Regions from separate parts of the Sus scrofa genome. Here region 2 is linked to region 1. The links are chromatin contacts, called in public HiChIP or PLAC-seq maps. All regions are on one chromosome and are shown on one strand. Each heading gives the region's core, a stretch centred on a gene start, on an enhancer-like site or on the middle of the called end of the contact. The rest is flanking DNA. Distances are from core to core; before and after follow the strand shown.

Evidence for each region. HiChIP or PLAC-seq counts read pairs in DNA pulled down with a chosen protein or histone mark.
Region 2: an H3K27ac HiChIP or PLAC-seq map of alveolar macrophages shows a contact between it and region 1. The contact joins two enhancer-like sites. A contact is called at or near these places in 1 of 5 promoter capture datasets (fetal liver), 11 of 47 Hi-C or Micro-C datasets (alveolar macrophages, blood, epiblast stem cells and 6 more) and 1 of 2 datasets of contacts at active chromatin or transcription factors (alveolar macrophages).

The regions. Positions count from the first base shown.
Region 1 is chr1:29,149,681-29,156,646 of Sscrofa11.1, reverse strand. No RefSeq gene overlaps it. Among named protein-coding and RNA genes, the nearest start is that of ALDH8A1, 92 kb to the right of the region's middle. Within about 2 kb of position 4,451, at least 18 of the 83 cell types and tissues checked have an H3K27ac peak or open chromatin away from gene starts, as enhancers often do. A contact at or near this core is called in alveolar macrophages and liver, where this site is marked.
Region 2 is chr1:29,272,968-29,279,933 of Sscrofa11.1, reverse strand. LOC110260031 (a long non-coding RNA gene) reads right to left here. Exons shown (of 4, transcript XR_002342774.1): 3 at 342-513. Among named protein-coding and RNA genes, the nearest start is that of ALDH8A1, 220 kb to the right of the region's middle. Within about 2 kb of position 4,528, at least 16 of the 83 cell types and tissues checked have an H3K27ac peak or open chromatin away from gene starts, as enhancers often do. A contact at or near this core is called in alveolar macrophages and liver, where this site is marked.

The sequences.
Region 1 (6,966 bases), core at 3,202-5,701:
TCAATTAAGAGTCATTTCCTAAGCCTATCTCACAAAGTGGAAAATGGACTTTAGTTGTGTACTTGCCATATCTTAATGGAATTTTTCAAACTGTAAGCACTAGTGTGCTAAGAAAAAAAATATAGTCTCTTTAGGGGAAATACCCATGAGTTCACTTTTTCTCTCTTACACACTGGAGAAAAACATGTATAAATGGCACAATAGGCAAAATAATTGCATGTATAACTAAATATGTGTTTCTCTTTTTAACCTTGGTTTTCAATTAAGAAAACCAGTAAGAGTACAAGAATCCTTTATATTGCTTTATTTTTATGTAAGAAAAAAAAAAGATTTCCTAGGAGCTACTTTGGAGAAGCATTTAATTTTTATAATTAATTTTTATAATTGAAACAAAAGTAAAGACAGTATAATACAGAACCCCCTGTATCTATCATCAAGCTTCAATCATCATGAATATTGTGCTGTTATTCTTTCCTATGAAGAAATTTCAGGGGGTACTAAAACAGGTCAAATTCAAGCTGTTCAGCAGAGTTGCCCCAAACATTCTCCTCTCTATTCTTCCTCTCCACCCCTGGCACATCCCCAACCCAACCAGAGACTACCCTGCTTTCTGGGAGTTGTATATCAGACCCTACTTCTATGCCGTCATCCTGGCAAATGGGGAGGATTTTTTTCAGTGGCTTGCTCTGGAGGATTCCCTAGTTAGAATATCTCCAAAACAGCCCCCCTCTCTGGCACCAGATTCATATCAGATGCAGCCTGAGATGACGCTGACATGAACAGATTCAAGATCAATTTTTAGAAGTTGACATGCCCCTGAGTCTGACACAGACAGGCTCGTGACTCATCAGCTCTCTTTCATACAGGCCACTTTTCAAATCCATGCAAAATGTAGTTCTGTGACAGCTATTAAAATTTACAATGACGCTTCTTTTTTACAATGCTGGGTTTGAACTTTCATTGGTAATATTACTTGTTTTTATGTTCAAGGAGCAGTCTAAAAATCTTTTACTTTGTCTTGTATTTTAGCAATTACTCCAAACCTGGTATTTCAATAGCTTTTGGCCAATTACATGAAAAACTGGGCTTGACTCAAGGAAGACAGAAATGAATATTAGAATCATCCACTATTAAATAACCCAGGGAGTAAACAGACTTTCTGCTTTGTTCCAAGAGAGAAGAGAGCTATTTGGGCCTTCCCTTGAGCTTGATAAAATTGGTTCTCCCTCTGATCTTGGAGACCTCAGTCACCAATGGCTTTGCACCCTGCATTCAGTCTCCTAATGAGTGAGCTTGCTGGCAGAAACAGAGTCTCTTGGCTTTTGAAAAACTGGGGGTTGCATATCAGACCCTACACTTCCCCTGCCTCTCTGCCTCCTTTGGATTAAATACCCCTGCAGAGATGATTCCCACTTAGACATACCTTGACTGGGGACTAGTTGATCTGATTTGCTTAAGGGACTCATGATCTTACCTATAAGGAAGTACAGAGCTGGTCTCCACTCTCTTGAGTTGCTGTCCAGGTTTTCTTGTTTAAACTCCTACCACACACACAGATGAGCTTTTATCATCCCTTGAAGTCTCCCTGGACTTTGCAGCTATGGTTGATTCTACCAGCACCTTAGTCTTAAATAACAGAAGGCTCAGAGGACCCGAGGTCCTCATAAGGGCCTGTCTAATCTCTGCTCATTCGGCTAATGGTAATATGTATGGTGAACGGGAATGTTAGTTGCTCTCCACCAGACTTTCCATCAGCAACATGGCCTCTTTCCCATGGACCTTTCCTTGACACCTGCTTCAACACATTTTCTTGTAGTGTTCCGAGTGGAGCCCAGGCAGCCTGGGCATCGGCGCTTTGTCTAGAAGGTGACCTTTCAGAGTTGGCTGTTTCTGTTTCAGACATTTATTTTTATTTATTTATTTATTTATTTATTTTATTTTTGGTCTTTTAGGGCCCCAGCCACGGCATATGGAGGTTCCCAGGCTAGAGGTCCAATGGGAACTGTAGTCACCGGCCTACGCCAGGGCCACAGCAACACTGGATCCAAGCCACATCTGCGACCTCCACCACAGCTCACCGCAACGCCGGATCCTTAACCTACTGAGTGAGGCCAGGGATCGAACCTGCATCCTCACGGATGCTAGTTGGGTTTGCTAACCATTGAGCCACAATGGGAACTCCTGTTTCCGACATTTCTAACTCAAGTATGAAGCTCAAGAAATGACACCTTAAGTGGTAGGTGTCCCCTCCAAGCCTCCCCCAGGAATGTCATAAACACTCACCATGCCCTGAAATCCCTCCTCTCGGAGGTTCAAATGTCTGCTTAGTCCTAATGACCCCAGGCCCGTTCTTCATTTCCCTGAACCTCAGGAAGCAGACACAGGTTTTTGCAACACCCATGGGATGGGCAGGCTGTGATGCATGAACCAGCCAGTGCAGAGCAACCCCTGCATTTCAGAGATGCAATAAGCCCACCTTCCTGACACTGACCTGAGGTCCTAGTGGGACTGGAGCACCAACCAAAAATCAAGGGTGGATTCAGAGGCACACCATTCATTAGCCTCTCTTCAGGATTGCGAGGGATGAACTAACCACACTAAACTCTGCTTCTGAAACATGAGCCAAGGACTAGCCACTCAACCCTTCCACCTCTGCCTCCCCTCCAACCTTAGCAGTAACTGTCCCCCAAACTCCCTGTGGTCCCTGTGAAGGCAGAGAACCAGGACACAAGGCAGGTGGCTGGTTTTCCAGAGCTGCCTAGCCCTGGCTGAAGCAATCTGTGTCACCTTAAAAGCCCTCCTCTCTCGTCCACACACTTAGAAAAACACTGCCAAGTACACACAGATTTCTTGGCTCATTTTCAATTACTAAGGGAAGGTACCAATTGTTAAAGAAAACTAAAAAATACCCACAATGACTGTGAAATCTTTTCCTGCCCCACTCTTTAGGTAATTTGTTCTGATTGCAACTATTTCAAAAGACAAGATTACACACCAGGGAAGCAAAAAGATAAAAAGAGAAATCTGTTCCCTGCTGGGGCCCTATCAGAGCTTAGCTCATGTTTGGAAGCAAAGGCAAATTTTTTTTTCAGCCCTAATGAAACCTTGTTAACTGTGAACACGGGGTCTGAACTGATCTGGTGAGAGGAATTTCTGGGTCCCTGGGAGATCATTAGGGGGTCATCAGTACATTCAGGAGTCATTGCATGCTTGTCCTTTTTTCTTAAATACCTACTAAAAACTGTCTTCATGAAGCTGTATAAAGAAAATGGAAGAACAAAATTGAAGTCCATCCTCTTTTTCAGGCAGAAATAGATATCACTGCCATCTATAAGACATGGAATAAAACATCTGAGTTTTCAAACCTTATTTCTTTTTCCCTTATTTTTGCCCATTTTCTTTCACAGTCAGCAACTCTTGTCCTACTAGGATACTATTTTAACCGTGGTATGTAGGTTAAGGATATGCTGTTTTGTTTACAGGAGATAAATTGTTGTTACGATTACTATAGGAAGCAGCAGACCAATGACCTTGAGGACTCACCAGGAAAAGCAGCCCTTCTGTGCGTGAAAATGACGGGGGCTCCAGGAAGGATAAGCACGAGGCAGAGACCTGGAGTTGGGGGACTTCCTCTGGAGTTGGGGACTTCCTCTGGAGTTGGGGGGAAGGGATAGACACAGTTACAGCATTCAACCCAGCACCATATTCTTGCCTTAGAGTTTAAGCCCCACCTAACTGAACCCATCTGAGCCAAACACAGAGCAAAGCACTGTTTGTAGAATCCTGTCCCAAGAGTAGGCGAGAAAAGTAGCTCAAACCCAGTAGAGAGGTGTTCCATGCCATTCATTTTATTCAGTGGTCAAGTACGTTTTGATAGAGCTTCAAAACCTACATGTGATATCAAATAGCCTGCATAAGAGAATGCAAGGCAGAACAGCCCTGGAGCACAAGTCGTAGTTGCGGAACTATGGCCCCTAAAAGGGGGTGGCGATGGGCAAGATATGATTCTACCCCGCCCCCCCAGAGAAGCTTATGCTTAGATATTAGATATGAAAACTAAAGGACAGAAACGCGCACCCTCTAAGATTCTTTCTAGCTCCACAGTTCTTTGAGGGCAGAAATAAGATTTAACGTGAGAAATGTTTAGGCCCAGAAGGGATACCAGTCCACACAGGTGTGCCATGGTGTACAGAGTTTATGTATCTAAATGAGATTTTGTTAAATAAAAATTGATATGTTTGTACAAAGTGTTTATTCACATAAAAGGCGTCACTGAGGTTTGAATTAAAAAAAAAAAAAAGAAATTTAAAAAGTAATTGGAGAGACCTTAGAAATGACCCAGTCCAGGATTTTGTTTGTTGGTTTGTTTTACAAATGAAAGATCCCTCCAGCCTCAGAGGTCCGTTCCTTCCAGGCCTCGTTCTGCAGAGAGCAGAGCTGGAAGCAGATCCTAGGCCCTGAGGCTGACACTCCTGCCTCTGTGGAGTGGGGCCACCCTGGTGACATCCTATCTGCCTAATGAGGAAACAGCGTCATCTAGTGGCAATTTATCAGAATTTTCTAGGGGAGCTGTGCTTCAGCTCATCCAAGGGGATGAAAAACGTCCCACTTGCCCATCTCTGCTGTTCCAGATCTCCCAAGACTATATCTCTGGATCCTTTTCTTCTCTGAGTTTTCCAAAACCCAGCATTTCCCCGTGGAACTCTCTCCCCTAACTCCTTTGCCCACTAGCATTTTTCTCCTCTTAAGCCAAAATTTCAACACAGCCATCAAGAATCATCCACCACTGGAGTTCCTGTTGTGGCTCAGTGGTAATGAACCTGACTAGTACCCATAAGGATGTGGGTTTGATCCATGGCCTTGCTCAGTGGGTTAAGGATCCCATGTTGCTGTGGCTGGGGCATAGGCTGCAACTCTGACTCGACCCCTAGTCTGGGAACTTCCAAATGCCAAGGGTACGGCCCTAAAAATCAAAAAGAAAAAAAAAAAAAATCCACCTCAAGGACGATACCCATCATGGCTGTTTTCCTTTGAGTGTTTCTTGATTTGAGTTTTCAGCAAAATAACACTCTTAACCATGATTGGGGGCTTTTGCCAATTGATGTGTTTAATCAAAGAAATATGCTTTCTTGTGAAGATCCAGACTACGCTTTTCATTCAGCCTTGCTGATATAACCCTTGTATTTCCCCACCTACCAACAAACCAGGACACTTTTGTTGCCTTTGAAATAATTCTGGGTGTTTCCCAAGACAGTTCTGTGAACAAGCATGTGAGCTAATTTCAGACAGGTACATCTATTCACTCATCATTGGTGTTCTCAACCATTTACTAATCTCTTAGTTCCCCTGCCCTTAGGATCCTAATTTTGGAGTTAGAAAACAAAATACATCAACAAACAATTTTCTTATATGACGAGTGCTCTATTACAAGTAAGCTCAAAGGGAAGGGGAAAAATCATTTTGCTTAGATTACAAAAAGCTGCTCAAAAAATAGAAAACATTGGACTTAAGTTTTGAAGGTAGGTAGGTCTTTGGTTTGTAAAGAGAGGTGGGAATGGCATGATTGGCAGGGGGAACAGCAAGAACAAGTGTCCAGAGTCAAGAAAGTACATGGTTTGATAAAGAATAGCAAATAGTCTACTGTATTCACCAAAAGAAAGAGCCCAAGAAAGCAAATGGGAAGAGCTGCCAAAAGGCAGTTAGGAATTAGAATACAGGAGTTACTGTCAAGGCTCAGCAGTAATGAACCTGACTATTATCCACAAAGACACAGGATAGATCCCTAGGCTTGCTCAATGAGTTAAGGATCTTGCCATGAGCTTCTGCATAGGTTGTAGACATGCCTAGTATTTGGAGTTGCTGTGGATGTCGTGTAGGCTGGCAGCTATAGCGCAGATTCTGCCCCTAGCCTGGGAACTACCATATGCCTAAAAGAAAAAAAAGAAAAAAATTAAAAAAAATAATAATTAGAATACCTACCAAAATCTTGCTTCAAAAGACAATCCTGCAAGTCCTGCTATTGTTTCTTTTTAACTACCTTCATTCAAGCATCAGGTCTCCTTTTTCCATGCTTTTGCAAAGACAATGCGAAGATCCTTAGATGCCATCCTGGAGAACCTGGAATTTATATACAATAAGATACCATTGTAGTCTGTGCTACAACAAAAGACTATGTTTTGAGATCTCCAGGAAATAAAGTACTTTATTCATTCCAGCCATTTTGAAGTTTGTTTGTTTTTTGGTTTTTGGTTTTTTTCATTAAAAAAAACACCCTCATTGAGCAGCTGGTGGAACAGAGGCCCTGCACATGAATTATTGGCCAGCGTTGGAGCAAGAACTCAGACCTGTTGGCTCCCAATCCATTTCTTTGTAACAAAGATAGCTAAGAGCATGAAATATTTATCAGAAAGATAAAATAATTTTAAATTAGAAACTTTCTGGGTTTTCTTCCAATTTTGTTCCCATATAAATTCTCTGAAAGTACATTTAAATATTCACAATCATCCTTTTTAATCATCTCATTCTCATTCAACACGAGCCTGCTTTATAAATGAGAAAATAATTTGATAGGCATTCTATTTAAAAGCACTCATAAAAGAAATAGGCAGAAACTTTTCAGACTAAAAGACGTGATAAAAGAATAAGGCAAATGTAATCCACCACAGGCTGAAGAACAAAGGAGTAAGAAAGGTCACCTTCAGCATCGGAAAGGTACAGTTGTGTAAAGATTTCTAGAAAAGGCTGTTTCCATTGGCTTTGTAAAGACATCAGTCCCATTGGTGACAGAGGAAAAGATAATCCACGGGTAGGTGTCATTAAAAGACAATCTTGGCAACCAGTTCTAACCTGATGAGTTAGAGGCCAATGTTTCTTTTTAAAAATGTTCTGCTTCTGAACGTGGGTCAATGTTTTCTGTTTCTGCTTTGCTAAACAAGTAAAGAATCTACCTACAAAAATCATGCTTCA
Region 2 (6,966 bases), core at 3,279-5,778, 120 kb before region 1:
TTTTTAGGGCTGCACCCACAGCATATGGAGTTTCCAGGGAGGGGTCAAATTGGAGCTGCAGCTGCTGGCTTACCCCATAACCACAGCAACACAGGCTCCAAGCCATGTCTGCGACCTACAGCACAGCTCACAGTAATGCTGGATCCCTAACCCACTGAACGAGGCCAGGGATCAAACCTGCATCCTCATGGATACTAGTCAGATTCATTTACCCTGAGCCACGACAGGAACTCCCCCTCTTCCCTTTCCTTGCACATTTCTCTTTTCCCTCCCCCAATCTCTTCTCCACTCAATGAAAGAACAATTCCCTAGTCTTTTTTGATCCTAAAAATAGTACTCACTGTTTTCTCAAATTGGTGCTTGCCCAGTGACACTAAACAGGAAGAGGCTTCTCCACTCCTGAGTGGCTACTCTGGATGCTTCTGATCAGTCCCAGTCTCAGCTGGCTGGGATCTCTGCCTTCAGGAATCACCACCAATTCCTTATTGAAAGCATAAGACTTACGCCATGGTGCTGTGGAAACAAACTGGAAGTCAGGGACAGTGAGTTATAAGCCCAGGTCTGTCACTGTCTACTTTTATGGTCTTACACCAAGCTGGGTCTGAACATTCTTATCTATAAAATGTGGAGGTTTGTGGCAGGCTAAATCATGCCCCCTCCCCCTGTAAATGTATCTATATTCTAATCCCAGAAACCAATGAATGTCACCTTATATGGCAAAAGTTCCTTTTGACTTTGCAGAGGTGATTATGTTAAAGAACTTGAGATGTGAAGAGTATCTTGCATTACCTAGGTGGACCTGAGATAATCACAACTGTCCTTATAAAAAGAACCTGGAAGGAGTGAGAGGAGGAGGCAAGGTGATGATGGAAGCATGGATTGGGGTGATGTGATTTGAAGATGGAAGAAGAAGCCATAAGTCAGTGAATATGGGTGTCCACTAAGAAGCTGGAGAAGGAGAGGAAATGAAATCTCCCATCATGTTCTTCAGAAGGAAGCAGGCCTACAGCCACCTCGACTTTAGCCCAGTGAAACTGTTTTTGAACTTCCAATCTACATAAATGTAGGAGAGTAAATTTGTGTTTTTGGAGCTTCAAAGTTTATGGTGCTTTGTTATAGAAGCTATAAGAAACTAAGACAAGTTTGTACTAGGTGACTTCTATGGCCGCCCTAACTCTAATTGCATCTTCATAGCTGTGACCCATTGCTAAGCGATCTAGACTTGGCAATACTTGGGTGACTTAACAGACCTTGTTTTTAAAAAAATACACTGTTTGATGAAATAGTTATCAGGTATTGCTTGTCCAAAACAGCAAAAACTTTTGAAGAAAGGAAATCGAAGAAGATTGTCTGCAGAGAAATCTTCATGGGAGGTTTTGTTCCAAAAAAGAATTTGTAGGTAGACAAAAGCACTAATCTTCCCCCATAATCTGAGCCCAGACTACCATTGCAATTTCCTCTCCCACTTCATCCTACTCGCCAGCCCCATCAGACTTCTTGTCACTTTCCAAACAGGCTCTTCTGTGTCCCAGTTTCTTGGTCAGTACTCAATATTAGATGCTGTCTTCCCAAAACTCCCCAAAGCTCCAAACAAATGCAAAGTCTTCTCAAAATCTCTCCTGACCACCCAGGTCACATTTCATCTTTTCTTCCTCTATTTTCCCTAAATATATCATTTGTTCTACTTCTATGCAGACTCTAAAGTCCATCTTCTATTTGATGCTTACATGTCAGTCTCATCCACTAGACAGAATGAACATTGAAGGCAATGTCTATGGCTTATTCATTTTGGTATTTCCTGAGTACAAGGAGTACTGTCTACACATAGTGGATGGTCCGTTTCCTGAATTAAAGTCACAGAAGCCAAGAACTGAAGAACCAAATATTGTTGCTTCTCATACATATACATTTTAGTGCAAAATTCTTCCGTAAGAAAAGTTTTGAAGGACTATTTATTTATAAATGTTGCCTCTCTTTCCCCCTTATTTTCCACAGTTGTTTTACTTTCATGTAAACTTCCTAGGATTACCCCTCCCTGACATACCATGAACAAGTAGGAAAAAATTCAACAAATCTTATTTGCAATTTTTTTCCAGTAGAAAGATTAAAAGCTAACTCAGGAACCCGGGGGAAACAGTAAAGAGTTTTCTTAAAGCACCATATGTTGCAATTACAGGAAGGACATAATCCTTTCTGATTTACCTTTACCCCATTTCTTTCTCTTCCTTAAAATTCAGGATTAGGTGCATTTTAAGAACTTAAAAACTATTTCAAAGTGTCAGGAGCAATCATTGATAATACCTCCTTACCCCCTTGTTTCAGACCGAATCCTAATTAAGTAAGGCTTGTCAGTAGGGTCTGAAGAGTAAAGGCAATTTATTCCGCCTGCTTAATATTAAACCATATCCCAGTATAGATTTGATGATGGAGAATCATGAGGTAAAGTTAGTTCACTCCATAAATACCTTCTAGTGGTAGAATGCCTGTCACTTTACTCATTTCCTTAATCATAGTTGGTGATTATGCCAACCCGTTCATTTGGATAACTAAGGGAGCTTAACTCTTAAACCCTCGGTACACCAAAAAAGGAGATAAGTAGGTAGTACCAAATTGCCTCTTGCTGTTATTTTCCAGACAGGTAAATAGACCCAAAGGTCAAATTCTCATGCATGTCTGTGAAAGAACCACAGAGGATAAAGCTAATGGATGTCCAGTCTTGTTTTAGCCCCTCTTGCCTGATCAACATAGTCAGCTGAAAACCCCTGACTTGTTTGAACAGAGATGTATGAATTAACATGTGTTGGATTCAATTAGAAATAATCCTGGAGGAGATCCTATATAACAGCTGTTTAGATTTAGCAGTACAATAAGTAATTTTTTTTTTCTTTATAAAGAGTAAATGGATACTGGTTCTTTAAAGGCAAAAATCTGCTAATTCTTCTGCTGGTAAAAGGACATTGGTGGTATGCTACTATCTACAAATAAACAAGCAATCCTCTCAGACTAAACCCAGGTCACCCACATACACTAACATCTTCTATCATTATTGGTCTCTGGGGACACGATGGATGTTCTCAGTGTTTTCCGGTCCATTCTTCTCTTTAGGACACAGGTCAGGACAGCACAACCTCAAGGCTAGGATTTGGGATGAATGTTTATACTGCTGTTCCCAGTTCCCATTAAAAGAATTACGATGACATTGCAATCTGAATACGTCTGGAAAAGGCCTAAGGGGTGACGCCTTTATTCTAAAAAAGAACCAGTAGCTAAAGCAGGACAGGATAAAGAGTGCCTAGTTCAGAAAATCTGGCCAAGTGAGTGCATTCCATACAAAACAAATTCTATCTGTTGTCTGCCAAGAAAAAACAAATGCAGGAACAGTTTTATATGCAAAGTTTCAATAAAGATACATGGACTCTGGATTAGTTAATTATTATATGGCTCTTTAGTACCTTAAAAGGTAAATTTAAAGCAAGTGTTGATTTGCATATTTTGAGGACAGAAAGGCCCAGATCCGGGCTAGGAAACTGCCAGGCTAGAAATGGTTCTTGGCAGAATTCCATCTGGCCATTGATGGATTTTCTAAAATTAAGTGTTCTTTGCTTCTATCCCTAATTATTTGGATGAATCAAATTTGAGAGAAAACAAGCCATGTCATCTGAGACTTCATAATACTGGGTGTAGTCAGACATGTAATTTATGACAGAAAGTACATCTCTTCAACTTCCATAAAAAGGACAAACTGAAGTCAGGCCAAAGTAATTTGAAATTTTAAGCGTGTCTCTTGGTCTGTGTGCCCCAGGGTAAGGAACTTACACTCAGTCTCAGTCTTCTTATTTATAAAATGGGAATATTAGTACTTGTTTGCTGTTCTAAATAAGATGAAATATGTCATCAACTCGACACACAAGCTGTAGACATCCCCAAAGTGGCAGCTATTATCAGAAGTCCTGGGGAAAAGCAGTATTATTTATGTAACGGATATGTTAAAACTTAAAACTCTTTGAGCTTTAGTTCTAATATACTGCCTTGTATATCCTTTGCAGAGGCTGTCAGACCTTGTATCTGGCAGGCACTACATAAATATTTGTTGATTTGTTCGTGTATTTTCTTCAAAACAAAGAAGTTATGCCAGCTATCCTCCCAGAGCTTCCATTTCCCATGCTTTATTTATTAATCGCACCGATGTCTTTAGAAGTCATTTGCCACTAAATGGCAGAGTGCAAAATAACAACAAAATCATTTCTGACTGCAGAATAACAAGTGAGCCTCAACAGACAATAGAAGACTCTAAAGCAGGCCAGACTGTCTCAGGAAGGCTGGTCATAGCTGTCTGTGATACTGTGTTGAGAAGGAAAGTTAGGTAAGGGAAAGAGGGCACAGTGAATGGCTATGTCTATGATGGGGCATGGTGGACAATGTGAGCTGTTCTCAAGTTCAACTCTAAGGAAGTCAAGCAGAGCCAGGACTAGAACCAAGGTCATCAGATTTGGACAGCAACAGCTGAGATCATGAGTCACCGTCCACAGTATGCTAAGCTCTCTGCCACGCAGCCTCCAGCTGGAAGCTCTGACAAGTTCCATCACCCCTCCTGATCTGTTTTCCCATCTAATTAATTGAGAGGGTTGGACATAGATGAACTCCCAGGTCCTTTTCAGTATTCATAGCGCATGTCTATATCTTCTATCTAGTACTACCTGGCTCTCCAAATTATAAGACCTTTTCTTTTTTTATAATGCCTTAGAGTTTACCAAAAGCTTTTGAAGTTACCATTCCATTTGACCTTCACAACTGCTTTCTAAATCATGCATTTTCACCCTGAGATTTTACAGATGAAGGAACTAAACCTCTGAGAGATCAAGAAAGTCAGCCAAGGGCACAAGATTTGCTAGCAGTGGAATTATACACACACTCAGGCCTCAAAATAAGCTCAGGGGGGTAGTATTAAAAGCACAAGTACATCCTACTCAGGGAAGTATATTCAGTCTCTTATGATAGAACATCATTTAAGGCAATATGAGTAAAATAATGGATATATGCATATGACTGGGTCACTTTGCTGTATAGCAGAATTGACACAACATTGTAAATCAGCTATACTTTAATAAAAAAAATTTTAAAAGAAAAAAGTACAAGTACATAATGCACAAGAAAAAGGTGTAAGTAAGACAGAAAGTGTTGAGGGAAGGGGAGGCAAAAATACAGGGAAGGTTGAAATAAAAGGCTAAAGGCCAGAAGCGCTGGTACAAATTGCCAAGGGCAGGTAAAGACATTTTTAAAAACAAAGAAAATGTGGGCCTACTGCTTGGCAGATGGCATAAAATTAACAGCCAAGAAAAGATTAAACTAATTCTCTCCTATTTTGTTCCTGCCTTAGATATGAGTGTCTTTAAACAGGAAAGCATGGAACATAATAAGGCTTTGAGATCAAAATGGTGAAGGAAATAATCAATGCATTTAAAAATCTGCCCTGCTTATCCAGAGCCAAGTTCCCAGGCTCAGCAATTTTCTGAAAGGGTCCACATTTTGATTGAAAGGCCAATTTCTATCATTTCGGTATCTATAAAAACTAAAAAAATGTTGGAAACCTAGAGATGGGCAAATGTCACAAAATTTTAAAAAGGCAGTTCCCAGAAATTGCTGATGAGTATTTGACATCTATCCTTAACAAAGTCCTACAAAGGTAACTTGTTTAAATAGATGACATGTAGAACTTACAAAAAGAAGTGAAAACCGAGAGAGCTCCCATAAGTTGACCAAGAAGAAAGTGTCAAGGTCAATTAGCCTCATGATGAAGTTATTAATGTATCAGTTAAGAAATGCTATAAATGTGGTATATATTCACTTCTAAAGATACTTGGCAACTTTTTCTTTAGTATCATCATAGAATCAGCTACATTCTAGTGCAGTTAGTGAATTCATAATAAACTGAATAATTTAAAGATAATTGATTAATATTGATTAATCACATTTGCATAACTCAAGACAGAGAAGGATAGATAATATGTCAAAAGAAATCAAGATTCGTAGCTACATTATGTGCAGTTAGTGAATTCATAATAAATTGAATAATTTAAAGAGAATTGATTAATATAGATTAATCACATTTGCAAAACTCAAGACAGAGAAGGATAGATAATATGTCAAAAGAAATCAAGATTCGTAGTTCCCACTGTGACGAAGTGGGTTAATGACCTGGCTTGTCTCTGTATGGGCGCTGGTTCCATCGTCTGCCCAACACAATGGGTTAAGTATCCCGAGTTACTGCAGTTGTGGTGTGGGTCACAGCTGTGGCTCAGATTCAACTCCTGGCAAAGGAACTTCCATATACTGCAAGTGTGGTCGCAAAAGAAAAAAAAAGAGAGAGATCAAGGTTTTAAAAAGATCTCAAAATGCTGAAACTACAGGTTTAACTATTAAAAAGAATCAATGAAAAGGTACACATTGGTTCTAAAAAACAACCTGGAGGGACCTGCTGGCTGCTTTGAGAAATTTGAAAATTTCTTGTGAGGTAAGGACCTCATGACCTTTGGTCCTAAAGTCTTTGATCGTATCATGTGTAACTGCATGCCTATGCACAGGAGGCACCAGTGCTGAGAGCTACAAGGTCCACCTTCTGTGAGGGCCCACCAAGTCAGACTCTGTACTCTCAAAGCAGGATTAAGGAGAGATCCAGCAGTAAATTCACTGTCATGTAGTTCTGACAGTGAAACGGAAGCAGGAAGACCGTGATAGTAGTGGGTCTTTGTCCCACGATAAATGTTTATGATGGGCTGTGGTCTTGGTTAGAAAATATGTCACATTCCTAGCTGAGAAAAAAGATCTTTTTAATGAAAGAATGAATGAACAAACAAATAAATGACTGAGGACAGAGGACAGGTTTCTAGCCTTTCCCCTTCTTCCTGATGTGTTAGTAAAAAATCAGGGCTGATAAAAGAATACCCATATTTTCTTTTATAAAAAAAA